Regions from separate parts of the Pan troglodytes genome. Here all the other regions are linked to region 3. A link is a contact called in public Hi-C and HiChIP or PLAC-seq data. All regions are on one chromosome and are shown on one strand. The core of a region is the stretch at or near the end of the contact, and the rest is flanking DNA. Distances in the headings are between cores, read along the strand shown. Region 1 holds the start of SSBP2 (single stranded DNA binding protein 2). Region 2 holds the start of RASGRF2 (Ras protein specific guanine nucleotide releasing factor 2). Region 3 holds the start of ZCCHC9 (zinc finger CCHC-type containing 9).

Evidence for each region. Hi-C and Micro-C count contacts between places; a contact is called where the count stands out from the background. HiChIP or PLAC-seq counts read pairs in DNA pulled down with a chosen protein or histone mark.
Region 1: an H3K4me3 HiChIP or PLAC-seq map of stem cell-derived excitatory neurons shows a contact between it and region 3, with 3 times the contacts expected there. The contact joins the promoter of SSBP2 here to the promoter of ZCCHC9 in region 3. A contact is called at or near these places in 1 of 7 Hi-C or Micro-C datasets (stem cell-derived neural progenitor cells) and 1 of 1 datasets of contacts at active chromatin or transcription factors (stem cell-derived excitatory neurons).
Region 2: a Hi-C map of stem cell-derived neural progenitor cells shows a contact between it and region 3, with 4 times the contacts expected there. The contact joins the promoter of RASGRF2 here to the promoter of ZCCHC9 in region 3. A contact is called at or near these places in 1 of 7 Hi-C or Micro-C datasets (stem cell-derived neural progenitor cells) and 1 of 1 datasets of contacts at active chromatin or transcription factors (stem cell-derived excitatory neurons).

Annotation. Positions count from the first base shown.
Region 1 is chr4:34,307,087-34,310,268 of NHGRI_mPanTro3-v2.0_pri, forward strand. SSBP2 (single stranded DNA binding protein 2) reads left to right here and starts at 1,649. Exons shown (of 16, transcript XM_063810341.1): 1 at 1,649-1,793.
Region 2 is chr4:35,099,270-35,102,248 of NHGRI_mPanTro3-v2.0_pri, forward strand. It overlaps RASGRF2 (Ras protein specific guanine nucleotide releasing factor 2), which reads right to left and starts at 1,605. Exons shown (of 27, transcript XM_517672.9): 1 at 942-1,605. The coding sequence starts at 1,229. It overlaps LOC104006395 (a long non-coding RNA gene), which reads left to right and starts at 632. Exons shown (of 4, transcript XR_010156897.1): 1 at 632-690.
Region 3 is chr4:34,749,991-34,752,859 of NHGRI_mPanTro3-v2.0_pri, forward strand. ZCCHC9 (zinc finger CCHC-type containing 9) reads right to left here and starts at 1,349. Exons shown (of 6, transcript XM_001149795.7): 1 at 1,226-1,349.

The DNA of each region.
Region 1 (3,182 bases), core at 399-2,898, 440 kb before region 3:
CTTTGTTTTTGGATAGTAGGACAAAGCCCACCCTTGGTTCGTTTTTCCAGGGGCAGGCAGGAGGGTGTCTTGAGAAGCTGCCAGAGCTCTCTGAGAACTGACAGCATTCTCTGAGCAGCACCTTTATAGGGAGTATTCTATAAGAGATGGAGCCTTGAGATACTAAAAATTTTCTGGGTTAAGGCCAATGTAAGTAGATAATTGAACAAAAAAATTACATAATGCTAACCTTGAAGTTGAGTCTGTAAACTGTGGCAACCTTATACACATTTGAGCATTTTGAGCAAAAGTTCTTTAAGAGTGGCTGACTGGCTCAGCTTCGCTTCAATCACCCAATCATTGCAGGTCATTAGAAACAAAAAGAAGAATATGAATGCCATATCCCAACCACCCAATAACTGTAGGTCATTAGAAACAGACAGAAGAATTCTTAAGTCAGAAATGGCAAATTACATCTCTTGGAAATTAATCTACTTAAGCCAGTGTATTTTTTTCCCCCACTTTCCCCCCCTCATTTCCTTTATTGGCTTAATTTTTGTTCTTTTAGTAAAAGTGCTTTTTTTCTTATATCTTTTTTTTAACGATAATGTCTGTCCTCTATTACTTTTAATCTTTTGCTATCACACTCTATGGCTTCTTCATTTAATCCTGTATCTTCTAGTCTTCTCATCTTTTTATACCTCACTTTCCTCATGTTTTTTTCCTTGTCGTTAACACCAGTATAGAAAGTCCTTCCTCTTCATTTTCCCGTCTTTATGTTTGGTTGCCAACCGCGTTTTTGATTCTCGACCTCTCACTTTTGCTAACTGCCCTTCCTTAATCTTCTGTTGATGTTTTATTCCTATCACTTCTGTCAATGCTCACACCCATTTCTTTCCTTTCCATCTGTCTGTATATCTCCATATGCATTTTATGATCCTCCTACTAAATGCTTAAAGCTGTATGTGTGTGGAATAGAACGGTACCTTCCTCCACGCGAATCCTATTTCCCTCTCCTCCCATAGCTTCTTTTCTATTCATCCTTTCCAGATGTCGCCCTGTCCCACCCCATCTGTCCCCTTCTTCCCCGTGTGAAGCCCATCTTCTTTCTGACCCCATTTGCACCCGTCTGATTTTACAGTCAAGGACTTCAATAAGATAAAGGATGCAGAGTTCTACCGGGAACCAGATTGTGTGTGTTTCTCAAACTTTTGCGCGTTTACTGAAATGGGATTAGGGATTTGGATATAGAAACATTCTCGGGCAGCCTTTCAGCCCTGGCACAGCTTTGTACACCTTGGAGCGCGCTGGGGCCTATTCTAACGGGCAAGGACAGGGAAGTCTTTCAAGACCTTTTCTGGCCTTTTCCACTCCAGGGGTCAGGATGAATAGGCATCACTGACCCAAACTGTTAAACCAGGCCGGGTGGGGAAGCCTGGGGCCCTCTTCTGCGGCAGATCTGGCGGGGTGTCCAGGGCGCCGCGGGGCTCCGTGCAAGGAGGGGTTGGGGCAGGGGCCGCTGCGGCCGCAGGAGTCACCGGGCCTCCTCGGGAGGTCCGCTCACCTCTTACAGAGGAGGCCGACCCCAGGCCGGGTGCTCCCCTGGGGCGCAGGGCGCGGCCCCGGGCGCCGCCACCGCAGCGGCGCCGAGGGCCGGAGGTGCAGCCTTTCCCCAGGAGAGAAGGCGAGTCGCTGTCGGTCGCTCAGCCAGAAGGTCGAGGGAACAGCGCGGGTGTCCCTCGCCAGCCGGCCCTCTGGGAACAGGGCGGGGGCGACACCCCAGGGAGTAGGGCTGAGGACCGCAGAAATCAATCGTGGGTACCGGCGCGGGGTCACGCATAGGAGAGGAGCGGGAGAGGGGCTGGTGGGGGCCCCAGGGCGGCTGAGGCCGTGGCTCTGTCTGTGGACTCAGCGGGCGCCCCGAAGTCTGGGGCCGCCACGGCTCCAGCTCCGCCGGCTCCGGCCGGAGACTCCAGGCCGCAGTTTCTCCTCCTCCCGGCGCCTTCTCTCCAGTGAGGAGCTGAGCGCGGGCGGCGCGGGGGGAGGGGTGGCGACGGAGAGAACAGCCAGTTGTTTAAAATCCTTCTAGAGCAGTTTCTAATTCCCCCCTTGCGCCCGGGTTCGGAGGGGGGAGGGGGAAGGAGAGCGGGTGGAGGGAGGAGAGCGGAGAGGGAAGGCGGGAGGGAGGGAGTCGGGGAGGGAGGGAAGGAGGGAGGAGACTGCCGCTGAGGCTTAGCCGCCACCGCGCGCTTCGGAAGGCCGGAGGGAGGGGGAGGCCTGTCAGTCTCGCGCGTTGCCTGGGCGAAGGGGGCGGAGCTTTGGCGTGGGGCGGCCAATAGTGGGGGTGGCTGCGTGGGTCGCCATGGGGACGGGGCTGTTCCCGGGGAGGCTGTGATGGGTTGACAGGTGCGTGACAGTGGGAGCTGCTCTCGGCACAAGCATGTACGGCAAAGGCAAGAGTAACAGCAGCGCCGTCCCGTCCGACAGCCAGGCCCGGGAGAAGTAAGTGTCTCCGCTTCTCACCCACCTCCGCCTTCACACGCGCGCACACTCACGCACGCACTCGCACACTCTGGGAGACACAGACACTCTCCGCCCGGGGAGCGCCGGGGGTGGGCTGGCAGGGGGAGGGGTGCCGCGATGGGGGCGTGTGGTGCGGGGAGCTGCGCTTTCCCGGGAGGTGCGGGCGCTGGGCGGGCGGCCGCAGGGGGCTGTCGGCGGGAGGGAGCGGGTGTGTTGAGGGGCGGCGGTGGTGCTGGTGGCGAGGATGGAAACTTGTTTGGGTGATTGAGGGAAATAACCCGCGGGTTCACCTTCCAAAGTAACTTTAGAGCTGGGGTCCGGGGCTCCGGGGACCTGGAGAGCCGCCGGGGGTGGCGGGAGGGGCAGCTGCGTGGAGGAAGGCGCGCAGTGGGAATGTGGGTGTTTGGCGGGCCGGCCGGGGTCGGGGCGGGCAGCGCGGGGAGCGCGGCGGCGGGGGCCTGGGCGCTGGGGCTCAGGGCCGCGAGCGCGGGGCGAGGCGAGGGCGGCGGTGCCGGGCGCGCGGCGGGCGGAAGCCGGGCGTGGAGCGGCCGAGCGGGGCCCCGCGGGGCGCGGAGACGCGCGCGGGGCGCGGAGGGCGTGTGCGGGTTGGGCGTCCGGGCTTTCCTGGGCAAGCTACGGACGCGGCGCCCGCAGTCCCCCGCGCGCCGCGGGGCTGGGGC
Region 2 (2,979 bases), core at 355-2,854, 350 kb after region 3:
TCAGCCTTTTTCATATCAAGGTGGGGATTCAGAAGCTAAATGAGAACATTAGGGGCATAAAATTAGTCTGCTTTAACTTTAATAACCAAACGGTGATTGAAAACATACAAATTTTGTGTTTGCAGGAATGAGGGGCTGGGATCACTAAGACTTAAAGGGTTTTTCTCCCCCACCCCGCGACCATGAGCACACAGCAAAACTAATAAAATTATGACCCAGAATTAAAAGGTCGCATTCATTTTCAAAGCATTCATTTAAAAGTACAGAAGCGTTCTTTAAAAATGCCCACATTTTTAAACATAGCAAGAATGTGGCTACCAAATATTAATCCTGAGGAATATGAATACACATTTACCTTCATAATTAGACCCAGCAGGTCAAATGTTAGCAAGGCCAACTGACCGAAATCACAAAGACTGATTGAAAATGACCAACAGAAAGTGTCTGTCCGGCTTGGGAGCCCCGCTTGTTCTCAGCCCAACCAGTGGTCAAACATCTGCAGGCAAAGAAATCTACACGCGCCAGCCGGGTATGGCAGAAATCAAACTTTTCCAAATAAGTTAGTTCCGTCTTGCCAATCTACACCCAACAGGTGTCAATACATGTCACCAGACAAAAATCTGGCGAGCCAGGTCTAGAGAAGCAATAGATGGTTGGCAGAGAAGCTGAAACGACTCGACCTCTACCAGGGTAATGAAAGCAAGTCGGGCCACTATTCTGACTGATCACTTGGCAGTGGGGTGGAGGGGTATGGAAATGGGAGAATCCCTGGATGAAGATCGGAAGGCGCGTGGAGATGTCCCGCCACTGGTGCCGCGGGGGGATTTCGGAGCATAGTCCCCGCACTCTTTCACGACCCCCGACCCCTGATCCCCGGGTTAGGACGGCAAGGGAGTGCGGCGATCAAGGCTGGGAGACCGCGGAGAGAAGGCGCGCGGTACCTGCTTGTCTAGCGCGTCTCGGACGCCTCCCGGCCCGGCGCCGGCCCTGGGTGGCGCGGGCGTTCGTTCGCAGCTGCAGCCCTCCAGGAGGTACATGCCCGCCGGGCGGCAGCTCTGCTCGCCCTCGAAGTAGAAGAGCACATTCTGGTAGAGGGCGAACCACTTCTCGTGCCAGCGGCTCGCCTCGGCCGTCTTCTTACTCAGGAAGCCGCGCTTGGTGCCCTCCTTGCGCGCCAGAAAGGCCAGGTACAGGGCGTGCCCCTCGTTGTAGCGCACGCTCTTCTGCATGGTGCGGGTGCGGAGGGCTCACGGGTGGCCGCCCGTCTCACCCCTGCCTCGCGGCCATGGCCCAGCCGGCTCCCTCGAGGGCGCGACCGCTCAGGTCCCGGCCGGCGAAGGGCGCCCCCTTTCCCCACGCCGCGCGCAGGGCACCCCGCCCGCTTTCGGGAGGCGGCGGCGCGCGGTGGCAGGGGCGCGGGCTGGGGCCGAGGCACGCTCTCCGCCCTGACCGCCACCCTCCCGGCCGAGCCCCCGGAGCCCCCCAAGCCCCCGACGCCCGCGTGGAGCGCGGCCCCGCGAGGGCGCCCGAGCCGGCCGCCGCTTCGCCCAAAGTTGCGGGAGCCGAGCCCCCGCGGCGGGCTGGGGCGGCAGCCGGGGAAGGACTGTCCTCGGGCAACGCGCTCCGGGAGACAGAAGGTAAAACGTCACGTGGGAGCTCAGCTGTAATCGGCTTGGAGACCGATTTAAAGGGCAAAGTCGGCGCGGCGCCGGCGGTGGCGCAGCCCGCTTGCCCCGGCGCGCGTCCCTCCCTCGCCCGCCCCGGCCCGGGCCGCTGCCTCTGCTCGGGCGCCCGCCGGGATGGGGCGGATCAGCGAGGTGGAGGCGCCCGGCCGCACCACACACCCGCTCACACGCGCTCGCACACTCGCGCACAACGCGCGCACACACACACGCACACCCACACACACGCAGACCAGTACATTCACCCAGATCCACAATGCACACACTCAGACGCACAAAAATACACTCACAAATGCACACAAACACAATGCGCGCACATATGCACAAAAACACACGCGCACACACTCATGACACACAAATACACATTCTCACAACGCTCACACTCAACACACAGTCACAACGCACAAATACATATAGACAAATACACCCACAATGTGCGTTCCCGCGCACAAAAATAAAACCCACATTCAGATACACACTTAAGGAACTATACACATGCACGCAGTGATATGCTCACTTACACACACATTCACACACAACCCACACATTCACTCAAACCCACATTCAAACATACATTCATACACACATTTACACTCATACAGTCACACAAACAGCACACATATACTCACACGTTCACAATCATACAGACTCATAAGCAGATAATCAAACACACACAGATGAACACACATATGTACATTCACAAATTCATCCAAAAATACACACACACAAAGCACTCACACGTATTCGCACGAATCCACACACTTTCACAAACCCACTCACACATACACACACACTCACATGCCACATCCATAAGTACGTTCCCATGGCAGTAGGTAGAGTCACAGAGTGGCTTTGCATAGCCCGCATCCTTGGCTTTTCTGCTTGTACCTGCATTGTAGTATTTAAAACTGCCGGTAAAGGTTAAGGAGAGTGGCCCAAGTGTTCCCGGAAAGGCATCAGATGCCGAAGGTTCTTTCGGAATGCCTGTTATTTCACAGTGGTAAGATGCTAAATTTTAAGTGCCGAGTTTTCAACCTGGAAAAAAATACCCAAATAAGGGACACTTTGCTGCCCAGGGCAGAATCCATCCCCAAAGGCCAGCTGTCACAGGCTCATCGTTTGTAGGACTGGATTCATTTGATTAACAAATCTGACAGGTACAACCAGAAAACCAAGAGCCACCCCCCGCCCCAACCCCATGCTGTAAAATGTAAGTGGAAAAGAAATAATGTAGCCAGCAGCTGTGAGAGAAAGCCAGTGAAACCCCCGGGGAGGGCCTATATTTGATTCTGCTATA
Region 3 (2,869 bases), core at 99-2,598:
TTTTAATAAACTTAGACTAAGCATACCGCATTTATAAAGTCTACAGTAGTGTACAGTAATACCCTAAATAATATCGTAGGCCTTCACACTCACATACCACTCACTGACTCACTCAATAGCTACCGACAGCCCTGCAAGCTCCATGCGTAAGTGCCCTATTCAGGTGTACCATGCTTTCTTTTATACCATATTTTTACAGTATCTTTTCTGTGTTTAGATACACACCATCCTTTTACAACTGCCTACAGTATTTAGTAGTCATACTGTACAGGTCTGTAGACTAGGAGTAACAGGCTATCCCATACGGCCCAGGTGTGTAGGTTTGTGCAAGTACACTATGATGTTCACACAACCACGAAACGGCCCAACCATTTCTCATAACTATACCAGTTCTTAAGGGAAGCATGGCTGTATTAAGCCACCACCTTTTTTGTTGTTGTTGTGGTCGTTGCTGAGACGGAGTCTCACTCTGTAGCCCAACCTGGAGTGCAGTGGGCGATCTTGGCTCACTGCAACCTCTGCCGCCGGGGCTCAAGCGATTCTCGGGCCTCAGCCTCCCGAATAGCTGGGATTACAGGCGCGTGCCACCACGCCCAGCTAATTTTTTGTATTTTAGTAGAGAAGGGGTTTCACCATGTTGCCCAGGGTGGTCTCGAACTCCTGAGCTCAGGAGATCTGCCCGCCTCGACCTCCCAAAGTGCTGGGATTACAGGCGTGAGCCACCGCGCCCGGCCTAAGTTATCACCTTTTAAGACCAGCATCCCTCGCAGCCCCCCAAGTCTCAGCTCCTAGTAACAGAAAGATCCCTTCCACAGAAGCTGAAGGGTGGACCCAATGAATTGGTGTGAGAAACTCCATGCCACTTTACCAGCGCACTCTTCGCTGAAGTTTATGCGACTGTCATAGTGGGGACCGAAGCTGTTCAAAAGGAAGTAGATTATCCTTCCCCTACGTACGTGGGAAGGGGGAGGCTCTGGGTTATCAAGAGGGTGAAGTGGGAGAGCCAAGCGGCCCACCCACAGGCGGATTCCAGGGCGGCTGGACGCACAGCCCCCAGCAGCCGGAGCCCAACAGCTGAGGCCGCCGCACCTAGACAGCCCGCGCTCCAGCCAGCTCAGGGACCCAGCGGCTAAGCCTTTTGTCCTCCCAGCTTCCCACACAAGTTCCGCCAGGCCAGAGGGAACGAACGACGAGACCCTGCAGCTTTCGTGGCTGAGAACCTCACCTCACCGCGATACAGCGCAGCTTCTTACCGCGCACGAATCCCCCAGAGCAGCCGAGTTGGCGACCCGGGGAAGACCGCCCTCCTGCGGTATGGGAGACCGGAAGCACATAGTGCCCGAGAGCGCGTCACTTCCGGCGTCACAGATGGTCTTTACGAGCGACTCGTGGGCGTCAAGACTGGGCTGAGTTTGTGGCGCGCTTAGTGATGGGAGGGCGCTGTGCAGGACGCCGACACGAAAAGATGAAGAGTTCAATCCGTGCTGTCTGAACTCACAGTGTAGCGGGCGAGATAGACGGGAAGATCGGTAGGGTGGGAGATGCCGGAAAGGCTTCCCGTGAAACTGGATAAGAAATCAAAAATCTGGTGAAATTGCCGGCAGGAGGGAGTTAAGGACATTCCAGGCAGAGGCAAGGTAAAGGCGCGGTGGGAGTGGGTCACTGTGATAAAAGTCTGAAAAGGACATTTGGGGGCTCTCTTGGGTGAGTGGCAGTGCCTCATGTCCCCCCTTCAGTGCTCGTTGAGCATTCAATTAAAATGTTACACTTTGTAGCCAAACAAGTTCTCTTTTTAAGAGGAAAACCCTGGATTTCTAAACGGCTCATTTTCTGTAGCTTCTTGCAAATGGATACCACCACCAGCTGTGCCTAGTGAAAAAATGCAATTTACCAGGACCACTACTCTCAACAGTTGGCTCAGTCCATTTAACCTTTTGAATATTTGTCCACTTCTTTTTATCTCTGTTGGCACCTCCTCCCTTGTCCCATATTGTACCTGTAGTTCTACAACTGGTCTGGGGATTCATTCTGCCCCAGCTCCCTGAAATCCATTTTCCGTGTCGTAGGAACGGAACTTTTGAAAATGTAAATCATTACATTTAAAGCAGTACTGCTGTACTGCTTTAAACTCTCCCTTCGCTTCCCATTGTTTTTAGGATGAAATTCGAACTCCTTATGAAGTCCCTGCCTACTTCCCTAGCCTCACCTTGCTCAATCTCTCCTTTGAGCTCCGTGCATAGGATCATTTTTTCAATTTCTCAAATGCCGTGTGTACCTTGCCATCTCCAGGCCTTTACATTTGCTATTTTCTTTGTATGGTACTCCTTTTCTTCTTCCAGTTACTTTCTACTCACCCTTCAAGGCTTTAAGTATTTTATTCTCAAGAAAGCCTTCCAGCCCCCTACCCCCATACTAGACCAATCCCCTACTGTGTGCTCACGGCAGTCTATACTTTCTTATGACACGGTTCACATTTGTAATTACACAATAATTGTGTAAGTTTATTGTATCCTCGTTGCCTGGTACATCCTTGGTGCTCACTTCGTATTTGTTTTTTTGTTTTGTTTTGTTTTGTTTTTTGAGAAGTAGTTTGGCTCTTGTCGCCCAGGCTGGAGTGCAATGGCGCGATCTCGGCTCACTGCAACCTCTGCCTCCCGGGTTCAAGCGATTCTTCTGCCTCAGCCGCCCAAGTAGCTGAGATTACAGGCGCCCGCCACCGCGCCCGGCTAGATTTTGTATTTTTAGTAGTGACGGGATATCGCCACGTTGGCCAGGTTGGTCTCAAACTCCTGATTTAGGCGATCCGCCCGCCTCGTCCCTCCAAAGTGCTGGGATTACAGGCGTGAGCCACCGCGCCTGGCCCTCGTAT